2 separate regions of the Capsicum annuum genome follow, and region 2 is linked to region 1. Evidence: chromatin contacts called from public Hi-C data. All regions are on one chromosome and are shown on one strand. The core of a region is the stretch at or near the end of the contact, and the rest is flanking DNA. Distances in the headings are between cores, read along the strand shown.

What was found. A called contact is a pair of places that touch in the nucleus more often than the background predicts.
Region 2: a contact with region 1 is called in a Hi-C map of leaf, with 2.4 times the contacts expected there. The contact joins two enhancer-like sites. A contact is called at or near these places in 3 of 5 Hi-C or Micro-C datasets (leaf and placenta).

What each region holds. Positions count from the first base shown.
Region 1 is chr7:148,772,655-148,777,726 of UCD10Xv1.1, forward strand. No RefSeq gene overlaps it. Among protein-coding and RNA genes, the nearest start is that of LOC107878125, 64 kb to the right of the region's middle. Within about 2 kb of position 1,412, at least 5 of the 5 cell types and tissues checked have an H3K27ac peak or open chromatin away from gene starts, as enhancers often do. A contact at or near this core is called in leaf, where this site is marked.
Region 2 is chr7:148,810,480-148,815,679 of UCD10Xv1.1, forward strand. No RefSeq gene overlaps it. Among protein-coding and RNA genes, the nearest start is that of LOC107878125, 26 kb to the right of the region's middle. Within about 2 kb of position 1,937, at least 4 of the 5 cell types and tissues checked have an H3K27ac peak or open chromatin away from gene starts, as enhancers often do. A contact at or near this core is called in leaf, where this site is marked.

The DNA of each region.
Region 1 (5,072 bases), core at 162-2,661:
AACAAATTATTGTGATTTGTGGTAACAAATTAGTTTTGAACATGATAGCTAATTAAATAAATAATTTTTTTTTACTTCCAATATGTAGTTATAGTTAATTAATATAAATTAATAGAATGTATTAAATATTTAAATCATTATGATAAAACAATGGAATTGTTATATATTGGGGCATGGTATGTAATTAAGTGGGAGTAGAGTTTTTTTTTTTGTTAGAGTCAATAAAATTTCTGTATGTCTTTTAAATATTTTAAGTTATTAATTATTATGATTTGTGATAACAAATTGATTTTGAACATGATAGACAATTACATAAATAAATAAATTTTACTTTCAATATGTAGTTATAATTAATTAATATAAATTAATAGAATATATTAAATATTTAAACCGCTATAATGAAATAATAAAATTATTATATATTAAAATATGATATATAATTAAGTAAAAATAATTGATTTTTTGACAATTGCAAGAGGTGATCGAAACCACCTCTTCTATATAATAGAAAAAGAAAAGAAAAGAAATACTCACTATATAGGCTTGTACAAATAAAATAAAAATAAATTACTGCTGGAAGCATAGAGAGAACGACACGTGAGAAGAGTAGGTCCCAATTAGTAGGTGTTTGCTCATAATTTTTTGGAAATAAAGAGTAACCCGGCTTTTTACTTATTTTTTTAATTATAAGAGATCCCTCATTGTTAATTAACTGATGTTTATCTTTTTTATTTATTTAGAATTTAAATAGGTGATATTTCAGAAAATGAAGAAGTTAATAATGTTCTTCTAATTCTACTCCTTTTTAAATAAGGACAGTTTCATGTACTCCTTCCGTCTTAAATTATTTGTCTCAAATTAAGATGATATTGATTAAGAAAAATAATTAATAATATACTTAATTTATCATAATATCCCTATTAAATAATTTTTACATTTTAATTTGAAGAAAAAAATTAATACAAAGAATAAAACATGAAAAAATAATTTGATCTCTTCTTGATTAATGAAAAAAACAAATAAAATAAGAAATTAAATTAAAAAAATTAAGACAAATAATTTAAAACGGAGAAAATAATTAATAAAGTACTTTCTCCGTCTATTTGATTTAATGAACCCTATACTTGTTTTTATTTGTAAAAGTGGACATTTCTTTTATCTTTTCGTCATTTAACTCTCTAAATCCATCAAAATATAATATTTTAAATTATTTTTTACATATGTGACATTAAATTGATTATAAAAAATGCATTTTTCAGCAAATGAAGGGAAAACTGTGTTTAAAAATATTTTTTTAAAAAAATATTTTATAAATTAAAAAAAAGAAAAAAAAATCCCAACTTCTTCTTCACCTACCCCGCACCACCAACCAGCCATTCCCCACCCACTCTCTCCAGCACCACCCCCTCCAGCCGTTCCCCCCTCCCCCTCTTTCACATCTTCTTCTTACTGTCAAACATACAAACAGATACACACATTTCCTTCTTCCTCTATTTCCATTACCAAAAACCTCTATCGCCATCTCCACAAACCCCTAATTCTCTTTCCTTCCTCCATGTCCTAACCCCTTCTCCACCCCCCATCCCCCACACCTCCCGCACTCGCCGACCCACCCGCAAAAGGCCACAAAAGAATGGGTTCTCTAATACCATTTCAAGACTTGAATGCACAACCCATTCAAAGAAGGCACAATTCTTTTCATAGTCAAAAGAGCACACACGTTGCTCATATACAAAATCATATTAAGTAACCACTGTTGTCGAGCTCATCACTGCCAAAATTTGTATATATAGGAATGTTACCTGAACCCACAAATTCAAATCTAAATTCAAGAATTATGCCAAAAATTGAATCAATTACTTTGATTATTTTTTTTTAGATTAATGATGAATGAATTAAGTTATTTGGTTGAGTAAGTATTTTGAGAGATGGATGTGGGTGTTGTTATATATATATTCTGAATATTTCATTTTAAAAATATTATGTGTTGAGGGTTTAAGAATTCAAATGAAAAAAAGGTAAGTAAAAGTGTCTGCTTTACAAATCAGGACAAATATAAAAATTCATTCGCTCATTTTGTCCAAATTAAAAACAGCATTATTTTAGAAACGGATTAAGTATAAGATGTTTTGTATTCATAATGGAGCCCAATGATATTCCAATGAGTCGCAATCAGGAGACCCCATATGAGTGATCATCGCGATGGTCTTTTCACAATCAAGGAGAAAGACCTGGTCCGGTTATTATAGAGTCCATTTTGAAAGCAACATTTCTCACACGAGTTTTCACATTCAAAATGCGAGCTCAATAACAAGGTTCTGTTTTTTTTTTTTTTTGGGTAATACATTGGCAATAAATTCTGAGAGGGCTAAAGAAGAGAGAGTGAGATATACATGAAGAGAGAATGAAGGGGTGTTAGCTGTGGGAGCAACATGTTTTTCCCTTCATAGGTTTTAATTTAGGGAAAAAGCATCCTTTTCATTTCAAATTATAATTGAAAAGTCGAATTCACACCTAAATTATATGAGTGATTTATTACACACCTTAACTATAAAAAAGTGATATTTTTTATATCGTGTCAGGCATTATACCACTTACATATGGTGTGGTGTTTTACACGCGCTGCCACATCAGCACCACGTCAACGCCACGTCAGCATAATTCAAAAAATAATAAATTTATTATTTTCATAATTTTTTTCTTTTTAATTTAATTTTTTTCCCTGCTTCTTCGATGTCTAAAACCTCCATTGTTGGCAATGTTCAAAATCTCCATTACCTCCATTACACCATATTCACCACCATAAACTTTATCCCACCAACAAAATTACCATAACAATTAATTTCTTCTAACATTGATCTTCATCCGTGACCCATCGTCTTTTCTTAAAAAAAAAATAAAAAAATTCCCAGCTATAATGACCATTATTGTTTCAAAAAATGGTCATTCGTCTGTTGACCTCTGTGTTTTAAATGGTAATGACCAAGACATTTTCGTATTTTTTCTATTTGTGTTCCAGCTATAATTTTTTGTAAAAAAAACTAATATGGTAGCAAGCTCCATTTTTGGATGGATTAATAATTAACAGACAGAGAGGAGAAAGTCGACGAATCCGACTTTTCCGATGAGAATTCACCGGAAAACATCCTTGCTACAAAATTTTATTTTTTTTATAAAATTTTGTTTTGCCCGTTTAAATATCAAATACAATTTGATTTTGTTCATTGTGAAATTGACATTAATTCGATAAAGGTGGATGATGAATTATGTTATTTGGGGATGGAGTTGAAATTTGGAGGTGGGGTGATGAAGAAACTGTGTAGGTTGGGGTGGGGGTGATGAAGAAGAAGATGGTTTGAGATTAGAGTTGGAGTTTCGGGGTGGGGGGTGATGAAGAAGATGATGGTTTTGGGGGGTGGGGGTGATGAAGAAGATGATTGTTTGGGGGTGAGAGTGGGGAGATGGATGCTGGGGGTTAGAGGAGGAGTATTTTAATTTTTTTAAAATTTTTTGCATTAATTTTTAAATTTAAACGCGTCATTTTTTATTTAAATAATTATGTATTTTTCACGTCAGATCTAGGGAGTAAAAAGTATCACTTTTTTTATAGTTAAGGTGTGTAATAGGTCATTTATATATTTTAGGTGTGGATTCAACTTTTCGACTATAGTTTAGGGTGGAAACGATGCCTTTTCCCTTAATGTTTTTAGCCGTTTACTTTTGTTATTTAATAGGTTGGACGTGCCTAAAATAAGTGTAACACACGCGCCATAGAATGGGGGTCGCGGAGAGGTAATAATATCACTTTTATATAGTTAAAGTGTGTAATATGTCACTTATATAGTTTAGATGTGGCTTCGACTTTTCTTGTATAGTATGGGGTGAAAATGATGCTTTTTCCCTATTTACGAAAAATGTCCCTATCTTTTCTTTCTTCCATGCTTCGACTTTTGCTCTTTTTATTCGAGATTACCTCTGGTAGGCGTTTGAATATGTGATTTATGTTTATGACATAAAATTATGAGATGAAATTACAGTTTGATTATGCAATTTCATCTTATAATTTTATATCATGATAAAAAATTTTAAATTCTCCAAAAAAACATGATTTGAGAATTTCAAATCATGATCTGAAAATTTTCAAATACAAATATTAATCCATAAGTTTATATTTTGTATAACGAACCTCACCATTTATATTACCAACCATTTATTTTATATTTAAATAAAATTTATAATTCATATGATTTTTTTATCAATCTTTAAACCATATTCTCACCAACATATAGCTCTCTTGATCATGAGAATTCTTCACTTTTTTTTTTTTTCATTTTATTAAGAAAATGATATTTGGCCGTAAAATAAAAATTGAAGTTCTATTTGAAAAAGTGAAAAATTGTTGAATTTTTCTCAAATTTCAACTTCACCTTTATAGTTACAAAAGTCTTAAAAAGATATGACCTAACACAACCTCGAATCTAACTTCAACTCTAACTCCAACTTATGTTGATTTTCATGACTGAAGGCTAGGGGTGAGCATTCTAATTTGTTTGATTTGGTTGATTAACATCGATTTGATTTTTAAATTTTTGGATTGACGAAAGTGACAACCGTAAATAAATTTGATTTGGTTTGATTTCTACAAATTTGGTTCGATTATTTCGAATTCTTATTTCGATTTTGAAGATTAAAGTAGTGAATCTTTCTTTGTCATGACTGTACATTTAAAATTGGTGATTTATCTAGAGAAATAATTTTTTTCAAACCTATTTTTCAATTCCAAATATAGATAACTCAACATGCATGAAATGAACTAACCATAAGCTTAACATGATATATAACTGCAGCCGAAAACTCGACACTCGTTGTCTCGTCTCCTCGAAGCGCCGTTGAAAGTCTGAAACAAGTCAACAACCAGTGTTGAAATCAATGCTTAGGGTTAGGGACATAACTCATAACTCATATGACATTTGGCGATTTGGGTTACTTATTGTATATTATATTTATACTAAATATATTTATACTACATATATTTAATATATATATATAGTATAAGTTATATTTAGTATAAG
Region 2 (5,200 bases), core at 687-3,186, 38 kb after region 1:
TTAGTCCTGGTTCTCAGGCAAGAAAATATATTCAGAAAGAATTTTTTTCTGAAAAATGGAAAACCTTTAGGACATGGTTTTTGTCAGAGATTTAATAACCTTATGTTGAACCTGTGTGTCTAGAAGTTCTAATTGTGCGGAAATTCGCCATTTTCTCAATAATACGGACTAGAGAAGCACAACTTACTAGACGGCGTCACAGAGACAAGGTTAACATAAGTGTATTGAACTCGACTGTACCTCCACTTTGAAACCAAGTCAAGAAATTAAAAAGATTCTTTTATATTTTGATAGAGTTTGGAGCTTTCATAGTCAACATGTCAGCGAGGTTAGATCTTCAACATAGATATAAGAAAATATTTTAGCTGGGCATAGTCACGGCTGGACTATGGTAGAAGTTTAAGTAAATGAATATAAGTAGTAAAGAGATATGTACCGGACTAGCCGGGAACCAAACTGAAATAGTAGTAAACAAGTAGTTTCTTCTTTATTTAATTCTTAAATATATTACAAAGAGAGAGAGGGAGAGAGAAAGTTTATTTTATCAAAAAATCCATATTCATATATGGTTTTTAATTCAACTTTTGGAATTGTCCATTTATTCAGTAGATCCATATCTTGAGGTAAATCTACCTCTTCGAGTTTTGTACTTTTAGTACTAACTTCTCCCATATCCATAGTTATAAAAGTCTTATACCTATGCTAAAAATCTTCACCTCACTTAACATATTTACTATGAAAATTCACAGGCTCTGATATCATGTACAGGATCTCTTAGGCTGGGGTATGCCACTCAGCCTACCAGACCATATAATAATATTAGATTAAGCCTAAGTCGGAAGACCGAACCAAAGCAACGGGGAATTTCGTCAATGACTCAACGATCTATGCCAATGGGACCAATGGGCCAAACACTTGCCAATTTCACTTACTGGGATTATATTAAAGCCTTTTCTCAAGTATTATATTATAATAATTATAAGCACAAACACACTTGGTTCATAAAAATTTGTGCTAAAGTATTTGAAAAATCTATCCCAAACTGATTTATTCAATGATGGTCTCAACATGGACCTACGGTCAAAATATTACCTCCAGAATATTAATAATAATAATAAGAGGGGGCGAGGGAAATAGAAATAGTGATCATTGGTTTTGCGTGAGAGACACCGCATAAGTTTTAGTTGGTGGGTGTCGAATGAACGTATATGTTTGATTGAGCGGGTATTTGGTCATAGATATTGAAAGTATACTTTTAAAAATTTATTTTTAAATATCTGTTTGGTTATGAAATTTAATTAAAATTTCAATACTTTTTACTTAGAAAACTTCAACTTTTTTCAAGGAAAATATATGTCTAAATAACAACTTCAAATTTCAAAGATCACAACTTTTAAAAATTCAATTTTTTAATCTTTAAACTTCAACATTAAAATTTATGACCAAACAAGAACTAAAATAGAATTATTATTGACTTTAATATAAATTATGTTAATAATTAGAATGATTATTAACTTAATCGAATTGAACGAATCATAATGAATTATGTCGACCATAATTTTAGGGGGCCTTTTACATTGTTAAATGCTACACTCATGAGAATCATAAAGGCATGAAGAAAAAAGTACTCCCCTCCGTTTTATTTTGTGTTATAATTTGATTGGGTATGGAGTTTAAGAAATAAAGAAAGACTTGATGATGTTTATCATATTGTCCTTAGTAAAAAATGTATTATTATTATCTTTAATTAAGTAGGTGGACTTAATAAGGGTAAAAGTGAAATAGTATGTTCAAATAGTTATCAAATAAGGAAAGATAACATTTTTTTTAAACCAACAAAAAAGAAAATGACAACAATTTGAGCACACACCAAGTACGTTGTAACGTTGTCACTTTCAACATGTACATTGACAGCTAGTGTGAGAGTACCATATGCACACGGTTTGGACATGATTTTTTTTTTCGTTTTAGAAAAAATACCGTGCAAGTTTGAAGTCACATCTACTAGTTGCTCATAAATCGTAATCGACGTTTTATTGATTAAAACTTTTACTTATTTAAATAATAATAATAAGAAGGTGAAACAGGGATTAGGAACGATGAATCTCTCAAAATCACAAATTTAGTCAATACAAAGTTTATGATAACACTTAAAAAATTTTTTATTAAACAGTTCGATCGATAATTTATTATTTATGGACGTTGATAAGATTATTTTTATTCATTTAGCAACATCTAGATGCTTAGCTTTAAAAGTAATGGGCAAAATTGAAACAAGGAAAGACTTACGTTAGCTATCTAATTCTCTTTAGGATCGTTGTGTCCTAGAATCACAATTACTTATTATAGAAAATTCATGCAAACTTCCTTGCACTTCTTCTTCTGAGTGACATCTAAATACTCTTTCAAATGATGGAAGGAATTGTTAATAGACACAAAACTATTCATTTTCGCTCAATATTCGCTTGAATAAAATGTTTAGCTAATTTCACGCGTCTAATCAAGAAGTCTTTTTCTTCGCTCAATCATATTCGTAGGTGTATTTCTAATAGAAGCGAATTTAGGAAGAGTTTTGAAATTTTAATCGAACCCAATGCTTTCAGATATGACTACTAATATGTATGCATCTGGTTTATTAAGTTATATATATATATATATATATATATATATATACACGCTAGTATCATGATACTATCTACTCATTCTTATTTTCAAGTATACAAATTTTGTATCTTAAACAAATTTAACCGTATATATCATTTGTGTACTTTAATGCTAGGAACAGTGGCGGATGTACATGTATTCCAGGAGGTTCATTCAAACCCCCTTCGTCGAAAAATTATACTATTTTTACATAGTAAAAAAAAAAAAATTATGTATAAATAATAGAGGTTGAACCCCCTTCGACTAGTCCGTATATGTACTACTGAACTTCCTCACTTAAAATTCTGGATCCGCCCCTGGCTAGGAAAAAACTTTATATTCGTATACACTATATATAACTTAAACTCATGTAAAAACAAAAATATGAATGCAAATAATTGATCAGAGGGATTTAAAAAGAATTAGTTCAAAATTCGGATTAGGGATACTTTGAATTTAATCCTCCAAATGAAGGAATGTGGAATTAATTAAGGAGACAAAAGCCATTTTACCTGGTGGATTGCCTGCTTCTTGAATTGCTTCATGTGAAACTATACCATCTTTTAATTATTAATCACATCATAAAACAACATTCATTTATTTATTTTGTCATATTTGGTCAATAACGAAGTGTCCACATTTTCTAGTTTATTAAATATTTGTCTGATATATCTCCAATATTTTATTTTTGTCCCCTCATTTTAAGATAAAATATTAATTGACCTATTTTGGGAGACCCTAAATGTTGATTTTGTATGGCAGGCACCTAATACCAAACATAACTAGACAGAATTTCTATTGGTTTGTTGACAAAACTGTTGAAAATCTTTATTGAGTATATAAACTGTATAAATGTACCTGCAGGGGAATCATGAATGTATTAATTAAGTGATTAACTCTTTTTAGAATTTTAAATTGAATACTCAATTCTTTTATTTTCGGATTAACTAAAGAAAGATGATGAAAACTAGAGGTGTACAAACCGAACCGTAAAGTCAAACCGAATCGATGAATCAAATCAAACCGAGGAAAAAAACCGACTTATGGTTTGGTTTGAGTGGTTTGGTGTTGGCAAAAAAAAAACGATCATTCTTGGTTTGGTTTGGTATTAGCAAAAATAAAATCAAACCGAACCGACGTAATACATATATAATTTTAATTTTTTATACGTAAAAAATACTACTTATAATCTACTTTCTAATTACTTTTATTATTTTTTTATATTCAAAAAATAGATATATATTCTTGGGCCTTTAATTATAGTATTTTTCCATTAACAACAAATTAATACAAAGCCGAATATTAATATAAAAAACTAAAACTCTTTAATTATTTCACTTGTTACATTTTACTTTCCAAGTTTTCAGAGAGTTCTCATTATTTTCTCATCTTACTTTTCTAATTCGTCAAGTTGTGATTTAGGTTTGTTTCTCTTCTTTCTCTTTTTTTTTTTAATGAAATTATGTTATAATTAATTACTTTATGGAGTTAAGTTTTTAATAAGTTATCTTCAATTTTATGTTCTTTTGTATGCTCACATTTTATGTGAAAAGAACTTTCAGACAAGCTACTGTGACTAGTGACTTAGAAATTGAACTATTGGTATCCACATAATATTACTTTGAGAGATAGTAGTTTAGACGTCTTAGTAATTTGCCAACTTAATTTTTATTGAAACTACTCTATGACCATTTTTTTTTTTAATCTTTTTAGTGAAAACATTTAATTTTTTTCTTTAATCACATTATAATTGTAAAAAAAATGAGAAAATTGAAAAACCAAAAAAACCCGACTAAAACCAAAATTAAAAAAAATGATTGTATATTGATTTGATTTAATTTATAGATTTAAAAAACCAACATTATTGATTTAGTTATATTTTAATAAAAAATTGAACCAACCCGACCTATATATACAGCTAATGAAAACAATGTTTTAAAAGATACTTTTGACATGAGTGGAGTCGTCGATCAATTATAATAAAAACATCTTAGGCAATTTGTGAGACATAAGTCTCATTATTTTGAGTGTATCCTTAGATGTTGAGTGAATTCTTATTTTAAAACATAACCTCAAAAATGCATTATATCACAGGCACACCTTTTAAAATGCTAAATGAAAATACTAGTTGCAGTAACTCAAAAAGTGAAGAAATATATTTATTTATTTATTTTCGAAAGGTTAGCCCACCAAAACCTAAACTTCAGATTAAGACATGATACTCATGAGTCATAACTACCTTCATGGTTTAGATTGGCATGCTTTTCTACTATTTTATTTAAGGCCAAATTCATCGGCAACCTCCTAAACTTGGCACGATCTTTTACTTTGATATTTTAATTCGACGTTGTTCATTTTAGGCACCTTAAATAGTCATAAACTATGTTATTTTGGCACCTTTTGCTGATTCAGCAAAGAGAGTGAATTACACTCGTTTTTTAGCGCGTTTTATGAGTATTTTCATAATTTTTGAGGGGTATTTTCATAATTTTTTTATTTTTAATTTGTTTTAAATTATTGATATTGTTTCCAAACCAGCAACAATATATATACATAG